Linked DNA regions of Mus musculus: all the other regions are linked to region 2. The links are chromatin contacts, called in public HiChIP or PLAC-seq maps. All regions are on one chromosome and are shown on one strand. The core of a region is the stretch at or near the end of the contact, and the rest is flanking DNA. Distances in the headings are between cores, read along the strand shown. Region 1 holds the start of AI661453 (expressed sequence AI661453). Region 2 has its middle 5.7 kb from the start of Gm41589. Region 3 overlaps AI661453 (expressed sequence AI661453).

Evidence for each region. HiChIP or PLAC-seq counts read pairs in DNA pulled down with a chosen protein or histone mark.
Region 1: a contact with region 2 is called in an HNF4G HiChIP or PLAC-seq map of pancreatic cancer cells. The contact joins the promoter of AI661453 here to the enhancer-like site in region 2. A contact is called at or near these places in 4 of 39 promoter capture datasets (cranial neural crest, embryonic stem cells, hippocampal neurons and 1 more), 2 of 484 Hi-C or Micro-C datasets (both in embryonic stem cells), 9 of 115 datasets of contacts at active chromatin or transcription factors (embryonic hindbrain, embryonic stem cells, forebrain and 3 more) and 1 of 9 other capture datasets (embryonic stem cells).
Region 3: an HNF4G HiChIP or PLAC-seq map of pancreatic cancer cells shows a contact between it and region 2. The contact joins two enhancer-like sites. A contact is called at or near these places in 1 of 484 Hi-C or Micro-C datasets (embryonic stem cells), 5 of 115 datasets of contacts at active chromatin or transcription factors (embryonic midbrain, embryonic stem cells, pancreatic cancer cells and 1 more) and 1 of 9 other capture datasets (embryonic stem cells).

What each region holds. Positions count from the first base shown.
Region 1 is chr17:47,434,017-47,438,187 of GRCm38.p6, reverse strand. AI661453 (expressed sequence AI661453) reads right to left here and starts at 1,549. Exons shown (of 5, transcript NM_145489.2): 1 at 1,239-1,549. The coding sequence starts at 1,383. It also overlaps a transcript of 1700001C19Rik not described here.
Region 2 is chr17:47,143,327-47,147,453 of GRCm38.p6, reverse strand. It overlaps a transcript of Trerf1 not described here. Among named protein-coding and RNA genes, the nearest start is that of Gm41589, 5.7 kb to the right of the region's middle. Within about 2 kb of position 2,268, at least 27 of the 459 cell types and tissues checked have an H3K27ac peak or open chromatin away from gene starts, as enhancers often do. A contact at or near this core is called in pancreatic cancer cells, where this site is marked.
Region 3 is chr17:47,461,112-47,465,611 of GRCm38.p6, reverse strand. It overlaps AI661453 (expressed sequence AI661453), which reads right to left. Exons shown (of 5, transcript NM_145489.2): 3 at 1,583-1,658. Among named protein-coding and RNA genes, the nearest start is that of AI661453, 27 kb to the right of the region's middle. Within about 2 kb of position 2,656, at least 48 of the 459 cell types and tissues checked have an H3K27ac peak or open chromatin away from gene starts, as enhancers often do. A contact at or near this core is called in pancreatic cancer cells, where this site is marked.

The DNA.
Region 1 (4,171 bases), core at 300-2,799, 290 kb before region 2:
GGAAGGTGTTGGGGCATCCCAGAGTACACTTAGGGTTCACTTGCCAGCACTGGTATCTTCTTTGCCTAGACACGCCCCCACTTGGTCCTGCTCTCTTCCCCATTACTGAAACCTGTGCTCTGTCAGAGACAGCCTTCCCTCTCCACTCTGAGGCTAGGTTCCCCTCAGAAATGCCTCTTCTCTTTCTCATGCACCTAAAGGCTGTCTTCCAGCAGAGGCCCCCAAAGGGCAGGAGGGCATACTCTTAGTTTTGCTTGCCTGCTGGTGAGAGATCTTTAGGTCAGGGAAAGGTGACATCTTGTTCTTGCCCTGGCCCCCAATGTAATCATTTGGGTGTTGAACAGAACTCCAAGTACCATAAAGGTGATGAGGAAGGCAGGTAAAACTAGGGAGTGATTGGTGACACACCCCTGTCTCCCACTTCAGACACCAGAAGCATGGATCAAAAACAAGAAGTGAGTACCGTTCCCCCATTTTCCCGGGGTTCCCCCCAGTTAAGAGTGTATAAACTGGAGATTGACAAAGAGATAGGAGTGTCCCATAGCCGGAGCTGGGGAAGGGCCAATTTATTTCCAGTAGTTTGCAAAGACACACCACCCTTGATTCAAAGGGTCCGCACTCTCCTCTGTCCCACCTCTGACTCTTCAGTCCGAGACCATAGACAACCCAGATCCAAGAGGACCTGGGCAAGAGCATGTGACACTCAGCCCCCTTCCCTCCCCACCCCCAACCAAACCAAACAAAGCTAATTTGATGTCGCAAATGGCTGGCAATCTGCTAACAGTGGCCTGCTCGCTGACTTTCCTTTCTCAAACAGAACGAACGGCAAGGGCACCTGAGGCAGGCTCTCTCTGCGGGACAGAGGAAGCGGAAAGGACTAGGGACAGACGTCTAGATCTCTGACTCAGAATGCGGATATGTGGTAGGAGACACAGCAAAGACAGCCACACAAACAGAAACCCTACCAAAGGTTATGAAGGGAGACAGGGAACGGCAGGTGAGGGCGGCAAGGATCGGCGGCCTCACTTCAGGGGTTCCCTGCACCTCTCTGACTCGGGCTGCCGCGCCTCCTTCCCCTTCCCAGCATCTCCTCAGCCGGTCCACAGGTTCCAACGTGTCCCTGCCCCAGCCCGCTTTCCCAGCGCCCAAGTGACGCCAGAGCCAGGAGGGAAGAGGCGCCACGGGGAACTCTCCCTTGTTTTTTTTTTTTTTTTTTCCCCCAGCCGGGGTGCACTCACCAAAGTCCCTGGTTCCCTCCTCTTGGGCCTCGTGGGTGAAAATCCAGGGTGGATTGGTGGCGTAGAGGGACGTGGTGGAGGGGTGGGCGTGCTTCTTCCCAAAGAGTTTGCTGAAAGTGCCCTGCATGGTCTGGTTCTTTTTCATGCTGCTGCAGGCCGATCTGTCCCCGAGGGAAGGACCTTCCGTCCCTAGGCCTGTCCTGCTCCAGACTGAACCCCGCAGCGTCTTCCCAGGGGACACTAGCAGGCCATGGTCCCCAGCCGCGCTCCCCGCCCGCGCACCCGGCGACAGGTGGTGCGGGCGCCGCCGCCGCTCGCCTGGAAATGCGAGCTACCTGGACAGGTAAGAGGCTGCCGCCCGGAGCCGGCCCCGCCCCGCCGCCCAACTCCCCGGGCCACATTCCTGCCTCCTTCCACAACAGCCTATTGTTGGCACCGTGCGCTGCGCGGAGGACCTCGCCCGGCCCACGCCCTGCTGGGGAGCAGAGCCGCCCCCTGCCGCGGGTTCCCTACCGGCACGCCCGATCCACCCCCACTTTTTTTTTTTTTTTTTTTTTTTTTCTGGACCAGGAAAAGCCCAAGGCGAGTTCCTTGAGTCTGTGAGCCCTTCCTGAGCAGATCAGGGTGGACAGTTTAGAAATGACTTGCATCCCAGAAAAGTACCTGCCTGGCCAAGCTAGCATGGCCCAGAGCATCCCGTGGGCCCTCTGACATGTGTGAGGGAGACTTCGATGAATACAAATGATGAATACACAGGAAGTTAGAGGCCAGGTAGAGTTAAGAAATTTCTGCACATTTTTTTTCCTTTTTTTTTTTTTTTTGTTGTTGTTGTTGTTGTTGTTGTTGTTGTTGTTGTTGTTTTTTTGTTTTTCCGAGACAGGAGTGCTGGGATTAAAGGCTTGTGCCACCACCGCCCGGCTAATTTCTGTACCATTTTTTGTTTGTTTGTTTGTTCGTTTGTTTTTGGTTTTGTTTTTGTTTTCGAGACAGGGTTCCTCTGTATAGCCCTAGCTGTCCTGGAACTCACTTTGTAGACCAGACTGGCCTCAAACTCAGAAATCTGCCTGCCTCTGCCTCGAAAGTTCTGGGATTAAAGGCGTGTGCCACCATCGCCCGGCTAGTTTCTGTACCATTAGAGAACACAGGAAGAAACTATCCTCATGGTTAGGCCTCCATATATATTAATATACTAATATATTAAATATTTAACATATTCAATATATAATTATTTTATATATTTCATATTGTTTCTTGTTTATTATTTATATTGTGTATATTATTAATATATTAAAGATAATATATTTAATACATTATATAGTGTGTATATTAGAGAGACCCTGCCATATATGTCATATACATACATGTATGTATTATGTATGTATGTATGTATGCATCTATCTATCTATCTATCTATCTATGTATGGCAGGGTCTGTCTATTATGTAGCCATTGCTGTCCTGAAATTTGTAGACCAGGCTGGACTTGAACTTATGACTATCTCAACTCTGTCTCCCAAGTGCTGGGATTAAATGCTCAGACCACCAAGCCCGATCTTAATGTATATTTCATGAAATAAAATTTAGTCTTTGGCAATTTCATACATAAACAATGTGTCTTGAGCATATCATGCAGGCTATCCCTCTCCCACTCTTCCCTCCCATCCCTTTCTCCTCTTCATCATCCCTCCCCGCCCCCCTTTAAATCTACTGGGTCTAGTTAGTGCTGCCTATCAGAAAGTTGACTGATCTCATTGGCCTGAGCCTGTATGGATAACCACATTGTAGTCTGTTTCAGAACACAATGACCACGTCATGCCCTGAACACAGCTCTAGAAAATTTGGTATTTTATAGACACCAGATTCTTCTCTCCTGGAATATTCTTTTGAGACAAAATGTTACTTTGTAGCTCTGGCTGGCATGAAACTTTCTATATAGACCAAGCTGGCTTTAAATTCATAGAGATCTGCCTGCCTTTGCTCCCAAGTACTGGGATTAAAGGTATACTGCATGCCTGACTATGAATGTAATTTTTAGAAACCAGATTTGGGGGGGCTGAGGAGATGGCTCAGAAGTAAAGAGCCCTGGCTGTCTTTTCAGTTCCAAGCAACCACGTGGCAGTGGATAGTGATCTGTAGTTCCGGTTACAGGGGATCAGATGTGTGCACTGCACACACACAGGCAAATACTCATACACATTAAAATTTTATATATATATATATATATATATATATATATATATATATATATATATTTTTTTTTTTTTTTTTTTTTTCCCCCAGGCAGGGTTTCTCTGTGTAGCCCTGGCTGTCCTGGAACTTACTTTGTAGACCAGGCTGGTCTCAAACTCAGAAATCCACCTATCTCTGTCTCCTGAGTGCTGGGATTAAAGGCGTGCGCCACCACGCCCAGTTAAAGATATATTTTTTGAGATAGGGTCTTACTGTACAGCTGTGGTTGGCCTTGGGTTTACAGAGACCCACCTGCCTCTGCCTCCAGAAGATTAAAGGTGTGTGCCACCAGGCTAGGCATAAATAAAGTCTTTTAAATTTTTATTATTAGATGTGTATGGCTGTTTTATCTGCATGTACACATGTGACACGTGCTTGCTTGGTACCCTCAGAGGGTGAGGGTGGTAGGACTTGAACAAGTCTTCTGCAGGAACAAGTATGCATAACCTCAGAGCCAACTCTCCAGCCCCAGGAATAAAACCTTAAAAAAATATATTTGGAGCCAGCCTGGTGGTTCAGCCTCGTAATTCATCTATTTAGGCTGAAGTAAGAGGGCGTCAAGTTCAGAACTGCCTGAGTTACATAGCGAGTTCAAGACTAGCCCAGGCAACTTAGCAAGACTCTATCTCAAAACTTTAAGATAAATCAAAAGTCAGATGGGGATGCAGCTTAGTGCAAGGCTGACTTAGTTCTTAGTTCAGTCCTG
Region 2 (4,127 bases), core at 1,019-3,518:
GGAAGGAAAGAAAGAAAAGAGAAAGAAAGAAAGAGAGAGAGGGGAGGGGGAGGGGAGGGAAGGGGGAAAGGGAGGGGAGGGGAGGGAAGAGGGGAGGGGAGGGGAGGAGCTAGAGGCATAGCTCAGTGGCACAGCACTTGCTTGACATGTGTAAAGAGTTATTTAGATTTAGCACTAAAAATAAGAGATGGAAATCCAACCCTTCCCAAGGCCCACAGGGCTCTGAATGGCCATTCAAGGCTCCCTCCCCCATACCTAGACCTCCCCTAGCTTCCTACAGATCTAAAGCTAGCCACACATGCTCTCTGCTGCATGGCCACTCTGTCTTCTCCACCCTACTCCTCAAGGAGGCTGCATTAGATCTTCTGCCTGGTCCCTACTTCACAAGAGCATGTATGTATCCCAGTTTGCAGCATCCACCTCTGCCCACATCCACCCGTGGTGGCCAGAGAGAGAAGCATGTCTTATAATCTCCAAGATTCCCAGTACCTTAATGCGACCGGCAAATAGCACGTGCTCATGAAAGAATAAGCTAACTGGGCTGGAGCAACAGCTCAGGACCCAGGTTCAATCCCAGCACCCACATGGTGACTCACACCCCCCATAACTCCAGTTCTAGAGGATCCAATGCCCTCTTGTGGCCACTGGGGGCACTGAGCATGCACAAGATAATACACAGACATACAAGGCAAAAAAAGGCTTCTGCACATAATAAATAAATAAATCTAAAAAAAATAAAATAAAATGAAAGTGGCTGCTAAATGTATAAATGAAAATCAGGGCTTCTCAAGTCAGAAATTAAAATAATAATGATAACCCCACACTATGTGATCCCAAAATTCTCATAGCCATTTAGACCCTAAGTTTTATTTTTCCTTCTCTTCTTCCTCTAAAAGTATTTTCAATGTCAGTAGATCAGTAGCCAGCATGACCCACACCGCTCCTAGCTTCTTGTCCTCTAGGCGGAAACAAACAACCTAAATATTCATTTCCTCGGCCCGAATTCCTCTAAGTGGCTACTCTGGGAATTTCAAATTCTTAGAAAACATCCCAGAGGGGTTTTTGGTGGTTGTGTCTGTCCTTTAACTCAGAAGAGCTTTTCTAAAAGACTCATGGAGCAATTCACATAGAAAGACTTTAATAGTTCTTTAAAATGCAGCCCCGGGGAGGATGGCACAGTGGGTAAAGTGGCAGCTGCAGAGGCAGAAGGACCCCGAGTTCAGATCTCCATCACCCACCTAAGACAAGCGAAACAATAAACACGATGGCATGGGGCTATAGTGGAGCACAAGGAGGCAGAGACAGGAGGATGGGGTCCCGGAGTTCACTGGCCAGCCACTGAATGAATGAGCTCCGGATTCAGTGAGAAATTCCGTTTCAAAATTTAAAGTGAAAAGGGCCGGACCGAGGCCTGGGACAGGTGGGGACACATGGTAAGGGCATATGCCACAGAGACTGTCAACCTAAGTTTGACCTCCAGAACCCACAAAGTGGAAGCAGAGAATCAGCTCCCACAAGCTACCCTAGACCGCCACGCATGCGCAGGGGTACACATATACACAAATAAAAGTCAAATGAATAAATAAGTTAAATAAGGTGACAGGGCACCTGAGGAGGAAACAGGCAACACTGACATCTGGCTTGCGTATGCACACACGCATGCGCGCAAGCACGCACGCATATACGCAGGCACGCACGCCCATATCCATCAGTGGATAAGCATACCAGTAACTGCAATCCGGCGGGTTTTAGTCCCTTTCCGGACAGGGTGGGGATAAAGAGAAAAATCTCAACTATATTTTAACCTCACCAGTTACTCTCCAATATGAAAATCTAAAAATACGGTTAACCCACAAGATCCTTTAAGATTGTAGCCTTCCCACAAGATCTCTGAGGACTCCAGCCCTCTTCCCTGTTTCAGCCACACAGTTTCGTGAGTTCAGAAATGTGTGGCTCCAGGGCAGGTCTGGAGCACCTGTCTGGATCCTTATTTTTTCTGGGTCAATATCCAAAGTCAATAAAACCATCTAGAGCTTTCTCCCGAAAAGCCCAGAGTGGCAGTCCAGGTCCCGGAAGTCACCATACACCGTCAGTCAGTAAGGACCCTATCACCACTCGCACGAATTGCAATAGCCCACATGTGAGCTCATCAGGCAAGTTCACACTAAGCTTTGAGGGTCCACTTCGCCTCCCCAAAGCTACCTGCTGCCCGGGAACAACAGCTTAACTAACCTCAAGCTTGACTCAGCATTAGATCATCCAGCCAGCTGGCTGGAGAGGAAACTTCGAAGATGAACTGAAATTATTTTGGGTGCCTGAAAGTACAAGCTCCCTCTACAGCAGCACGTATAATTAGGATTTTTTTTTTTAATAAATCTACAACAGGGCTGGAGAGGTGGCTCAGCAGTAGTGAAGGGCACTTAACTGCTTGCTCCTGGCAGACTACCGGAACTTCATTCCCAGCACCCACTAGGAGGGTCACCACTGCCTATAACTGCAGCTCCAGGAGACCCCACGCCTCTGGCCTCAGCAGGAATCTGCACTCACATGTGTACATACCCACATGCAGACTCACGAACAAAAACACAATTAAAAGTATTTTTAAAAAAATCCATAAGATGTAAATGAATGAGGGACTCTACACCAACAGCAGGCTTTCCTAAGTAATGGCTTTTACATGTTGGCACAGTTGCCAGGCCGCTCAAGCGCCTTTGTGGAATGCCAACGTACAAATCCATTTCTCCAGGAGAAGACAAAAAACAGAAGTTAATCAACTCGCCCTGAGTCCATGAAGCAATTTGGCCGTTGGCCCAGGAAGACAGTGTCAAGAGCTCTGGGTTCTCACTCCACGTGACTCTAGAATAAAGCTGGAACCCAAAGAGCTATCCTTTAAAAAAAAAATAATAACAATAACCCCCATATGCAGAACCGGCTAAAAATTGGTACCCTATCCATTTTCAGATTCACCTTGGCCTGCCTTGAGCATACAGCCACCTTAGAAGTTCTGTCACGTTACAAATGCCCACAAACTCAAACCAACTACTAAATATAAACAATTTTAGCTCTTCTCACCCTATCAGCCTCTTGGCAAATTCTTCTATGCACCACCCCACCCTGCCTAGGGAGAGAAAAACAATACTTTGTGTTCTTACGATAAACCCATACATCAAAAAAGAAAGAGAAAATTCTAAATAAGCTTTGTTTTCCGTGTCTGCACATTTTAATATACGAGGCACGGAACACAACACCCTCTCCTCTCTCCCCTCTTTATAATTTAAACTCTGAACTCAACAAATAGCACAGGCACAGGCCGGTTAACAGAGTGCTCTCTGCACAGCTGCTAGACTGACTATTTCCACAGTAAGCTTCTGTCAATGCTCTCTGATATTAGCACATGCCTGCTACGTGGATGCCTGCTTACCAAGCTGTGAAAAGACCCACGTTCATTCTGGAACCTACAAAATTAATCTTCTCTGTGCCTATAATGCATAAGGCAAAGGCGCCTTCCCTCCCTCCTCCTCTCCCCCCCCCCCAACATGTCAGGCTAGCTTCTAAACAATCAGTTGGCGAAAATGGACATGCCTGAAAGGGCGGGGCCCAAAGGGGTGTGTCACTCCGGGTATCAATTCCTGTAAATCAAATCCTGACAATTGTCACAATATTATAAAAAGAATGAATTATGATTCTTGGGCCTTCAAGCCTTTATTACCACGAGAACATTCTCAGTTGAATGGCGGAGGGGGGGGGCGCTACTGTGACTTGATTAATGGCCAAAAGCGAGACAATAAAATAAATGTTAAGAGGGGGAAAAAAAACCCATTCTTGGCTCCCAGGTTAGACATGTAAATAATTCCACCCTGGAATAAACACACATGAGGAATTCTTATTTACTCTCTGAGCGTATACACCCAATCAGACTCAGCCAATAGCCCAGTTAAAGATAACAGCTAATTTGTTTAGCTAATGCCTAGTTGGGAACATGTGATAGGTGGCACTAAGATTTCGAACTAACTCAACTCTCAATCTGCCAAATATTAATCCCTTGATCCTGAAGCCTGATGGGAGGAAGGAGAGAAGGAAAAACGGACTGTTTATCAGTAACATAAGGGGGTGGTGGTGGTGGTGGT
Region 3 (4,500 bases), core at 1,407-3,906, 320 kb before region 2:
GCTGTTTCTTTAATGTGTGTGTCTGAGGAGGGCAGGTACTATGGTATACTTGTAGTGGATTGAGGACTTAGGGGAATCAAGGCCCCTCTTCGCACCGTATGGGCTCTGGAGACTGAACTCAGCTCAGATTTGGTAGCTTACCTTATCTGCTGAGCCATCTTTCCCGCACAAAGCCGGCCTCTGTGCCTGGCACAGGGAGAGGGGTTGACCAAGGGAAACACTAGTGTACCTGTGCCTGAAGGGCTAGCTAGTGTCCAGCCCTTTCATCTGAAAGCCGACTGAAGAAGCAGCAATGGCCGCTATGTCCTGAGCTGTCAGGACACCTTCTTATATTAATAAGGGGCTTCCCACTTGAGGTCCTGGAGCAGCCCTGGGTGCTGACAGGAGGAAGCAGTCTGCACAGATAGATAACTCTCGCTTTTGGGAGACCCAAGTCTACCGAAACCCACTGCAGAGTTTAGAACCCCTGCGAAGTGTTTGGACTGAGGATGGTGAGGAGGAAGGAAGGTAGCCGGGACAGTGCTGCTACAGAGATGGACAGCAGCCATACGCCCCTCTTCTGCACCCCGTTCCCCGAAGAGTCCGCCTCCCTCCGCCATGCTTGTTTTCCCTTTTCCCTCCTCAGAGTGCTTAGGAGAGAGTCTGCTCCCAGCTATGTGATGCTGGGGACCTGAAATGGAACCCCCACGCTGTGTCCTGACAGCAACAAACAAACAAAGCAGAGGGATCCTATCCACTAAAGCTTAGCCTTGCTTTGTTCTGTGCTAGGGATCAAATCCAGGGCCTTGCTCCTGCTTGGTGATGTTGACCTCTGGCCTTTACACACTCCTCCACTTGCTCTAAACTCCGCCTCTGAAACTTACTCCATAAGGGGTCAACCCGATAATTCCATACACTAGTCAATCATTACCATGGGGAAGGCAGTAAGAAAAACAGCAGGGGAGGGGTGTTAAAAGGTGCTGTTTAATTAGGAAGGCCCACTGGGAAGGTGACCTCGGAGCAGAGGGGTAAAGAGTGGGCTGCAGAGCAGACCCCGGGCTGAAAACCTGCCTGGTTCGCTAAGGAGCTGCCTTTAGGAGCTGCAGAAGGGGAGAGTGAGGACGGAAGCGGTGACTGAGACACCGCAGTTCTCAGGAACCTTTGCTCAGAGTCACACGGGGTGTCACCAGCCTGATTTCACCAAGTGGCTCACATCCATCCCATACACTGAGTCCTCTAGAGTTAGCACTGCTCTTCTCAAGCAGGGAAAGTGTCCTGGGGACGGAGCTAATCAGGCTATAGCTTATAGGCTCAGAGATAGGTTTGTCTGACCCAGGTCTTCCTGCTGCCTTCTATCCTGCTGTGACCCGGGCCCTCCCTGCTCTCACCACTCTCTAAAATGGGTGTTAGCCAACCTTGACTCTCTGCATCTCCCTGGCCCACTGTTCTCACCCACCTTGACCAGTAGTAGCTAAGAGGTGCCGGATGCTGGCTTTGCCTCCAGCTGGGGGAAATGGAGATGTTTGCTTGCTTGTTTTATTTTGTTTTAACTTCAGGGCCCCAGCAGGGATGAAAGGAAGCCACAAGATCAGAGTTCTCTTACCTCCCACTTCTTTGTCTGCAAAATCTTCTGGGACAGACGGGGTGGGCACAGCCAGCCCATGGTTCTCCTGGGCATTCTGAAAGAGACCAGGGGACGTGGAGGGATGAACAGACAACTCAAACTGGGCTGTGAGTCTCCCATTACCAAAGAAACTGCAGGAATGGTAGTAGCCATACAACTTCTTAAGTGAACACATTTATTTTAGATTAATTAATTATCTGTGCAGTGCCCACAGAGGCCAGAAGGTGACAAACCAGAGTCACACGCGCAGTTGAGAATGAGCACTCAGGTCCTGAGAACTGCAAGGGCAGCAAGTGCTCTTAACTGATAAACCATCTCTCCAGCCCACCCTGTGAGTGAAGTTTAAAAAATAAATCTGGGTTGGGGATATATTTCAGTTGGTAGAGTGTTTGCCCTGTAGTATATACAAAGCCCTGAGTTCGAGCCCCAGTAGGGTAAAAACTGTGTGTGGTGGGGTATGCCTGGATTTTCAGCGCTCAGGGCAGATTAGGGAGGTCAAAGACATGCTCGGCCACGTAATGAGTTTGAGGCCATCCTGTGATACAGGATACAAATGTCCTGTTGGTTTTTTTTTTTTTTTCTCAGCTAGAAATGCATGCTTTGGGGTTCCCATTCAGGGTTGTTTTTGTTTTTCTGCTTTATGCATGTATGAGAACAACCACAAAAGCAATGTTAGTTACAGATCAAATTTGCAAATACAGAACCAGCAAAGACGAGGATCAACTACATCGGAATAAGAATCTCAATTCAAAGCAAACTAAGGAGTCAGGCACGTGCCACACACATATCAGGTGATCCCGGTCTGTATCATGAGTCTCAGCTACAGTGAGGCCCAGTCAAAACAAAACAAAAGCCAACCAAAAAAGCCAAAATGAGGGCTGGTGAGATGTCTCAAAGGGTAAAGGTGCTTGGCTGCCAACGCTGGTGGCCTGGGCTGAGCTGAGCTGGTCTCTGGGACCCAGAATGGAAGGAGAGAACCAGCCCCTGGGGACTGTCCCCAAGCCTAACACAAAGAACCTGCAGTGACTCAGCTGCCCCAAAGAACCCGCCTCCCGACCTCCAGTTGACTCCAGGTCTTCACCAGGAATTTACAGAAGATAACTAAGTGTTGAAGCAGGGCTCTGCAAGCAGTGCAGGCGTCTCTGATCTCTCACCTGAACCAAACAGAGCTGTGTTTGCACAGCTGTCTGTCTGAGAGTCTATTTTGCATTCTCTCCGCACCCCCCTGCCCCCAACACATTTCCATAGATCAACAAAGTGCACACACCTGCCATTTGGGAGCTTGGCAGAGCACTACATGTGCTTCTCAGGGGTCTCAGTGGCCTGGCCTCTGGCTCCCAAGTCCATTCTCCTTTCCCACTCACTTAGCACACCAGTCTATGTTCTAATCCAACAGTCTCCCCACCACCACAGTCTGCGTGCTTCCTGGGCCTGGAGTTGGGCAAGCCATCTATTTCTCCTTTATTTTTCTTCAAGCCACCGTCCTTGGCTTCAGAGTCACTATGTAGCTGAAGATGACCCTGAACTTCTGGTTTTCCTGCCTTCACCTCCCCAATGCTGTGATGGCAGCTGCCACCACCACACCTGGTTCTGTGGTATTGAGGATTAAACCCAGGGCTCTGTGCATGTGAGGCAAGCACTCTGCCAACGGAGCCACATCCCAGTGCCCCTCCCATTAGTTTCTAATAATACCAAGAATGCTCCTTGTGCCCTACTCGAAACCATCTCCGTCACCACTCGATGAGAAAGATGTCCCCTGCATGTACTGGGTGAGGAAAAAGACATCCGGAAATGTCTCAGAAGTAATTTAAAACATACAGCTACAGCTGGCACTGCTGGACCCAGGCTCTGGACATTGCACCTCACCACAGCCCTTCCTTTAAGGACTAGCTCAGCTGCCCTTTGTAAAGGGGCTTTGGAGCAAATGGACTTGATGTTATCAGCCCTGCTACCTCACCACAGGACTGAGAAAAATACTTCAACACCCCCGGGTCTGTTATCTCTACCTGTGAACTTGTGCTAAGCCCAGAAGGGACCCATGCACCCATCTGTGATGATCTGAATAGGCACAGCCCCCAAAGACTCAGTTATCTGAATACTTGGTCCATGGGGAGTGGCACTGTTGGGAGGTGTGGCCTTTTCGGAGGAGGAGGTGTGTGACTATGGAGTTGGGCTTTGAGGTCTCATATGCTCTAAGTAGGCCTTGTGAGGCAGTCTCCTGCAGATTGAGAGTTAGAACTAACCCCTGTCTCCTGGACCCCTGACTCCTGTCGAAGTTACTGCCCCCACAGCTCCCACAGGAGAGACTTGGGTAGGAACAGCACCAAGCCTTCCTACACGCAAATAAGGTTTCCCCCAAACTCTCAGTCTAAGCCAATGAGAGGTGCCTGCTGTCAAACCCTGAATCACCCCCAGAACTGTATATAAGTCCATGCAGGGAATTAAAGGTATGCGAGAAATATTCCTTCATCTGAGTCTTTTGTTCCAAGAGGTCTATGTAACACTTGGGAAGAGATCTTCTCTCCCGAAGAGCCACCCGAGGTCCTACTGCACGCCTCACTGGATAGTCGGCTTCTCATCGGCCAAGCCTGACCCGACTCAGTTCAGAGAGGCTCGGTTAAGGAGCGACCTGGAAGGCGTGGCAGAGACTCATCTCTCTGCCTGGACTCACTTCCCTTCTCGGGAACCTTCCTACCTGGCCTGGACAGAGATCTCCGTGGAAAACTTCTGGTACCCAGTCCCACACCCTGTAAAAACAAGTGTTCCTAACAGGTGAGCCTTCCCGCTGGACCCCAACTCTTCCTGTTCTACATATCCATGAAACCCATTTTCTTCACATAAAATGCAGAGACTAGGAGGCACAAATATAGATGAAAGCAAAATGCTCTTTAGATGTA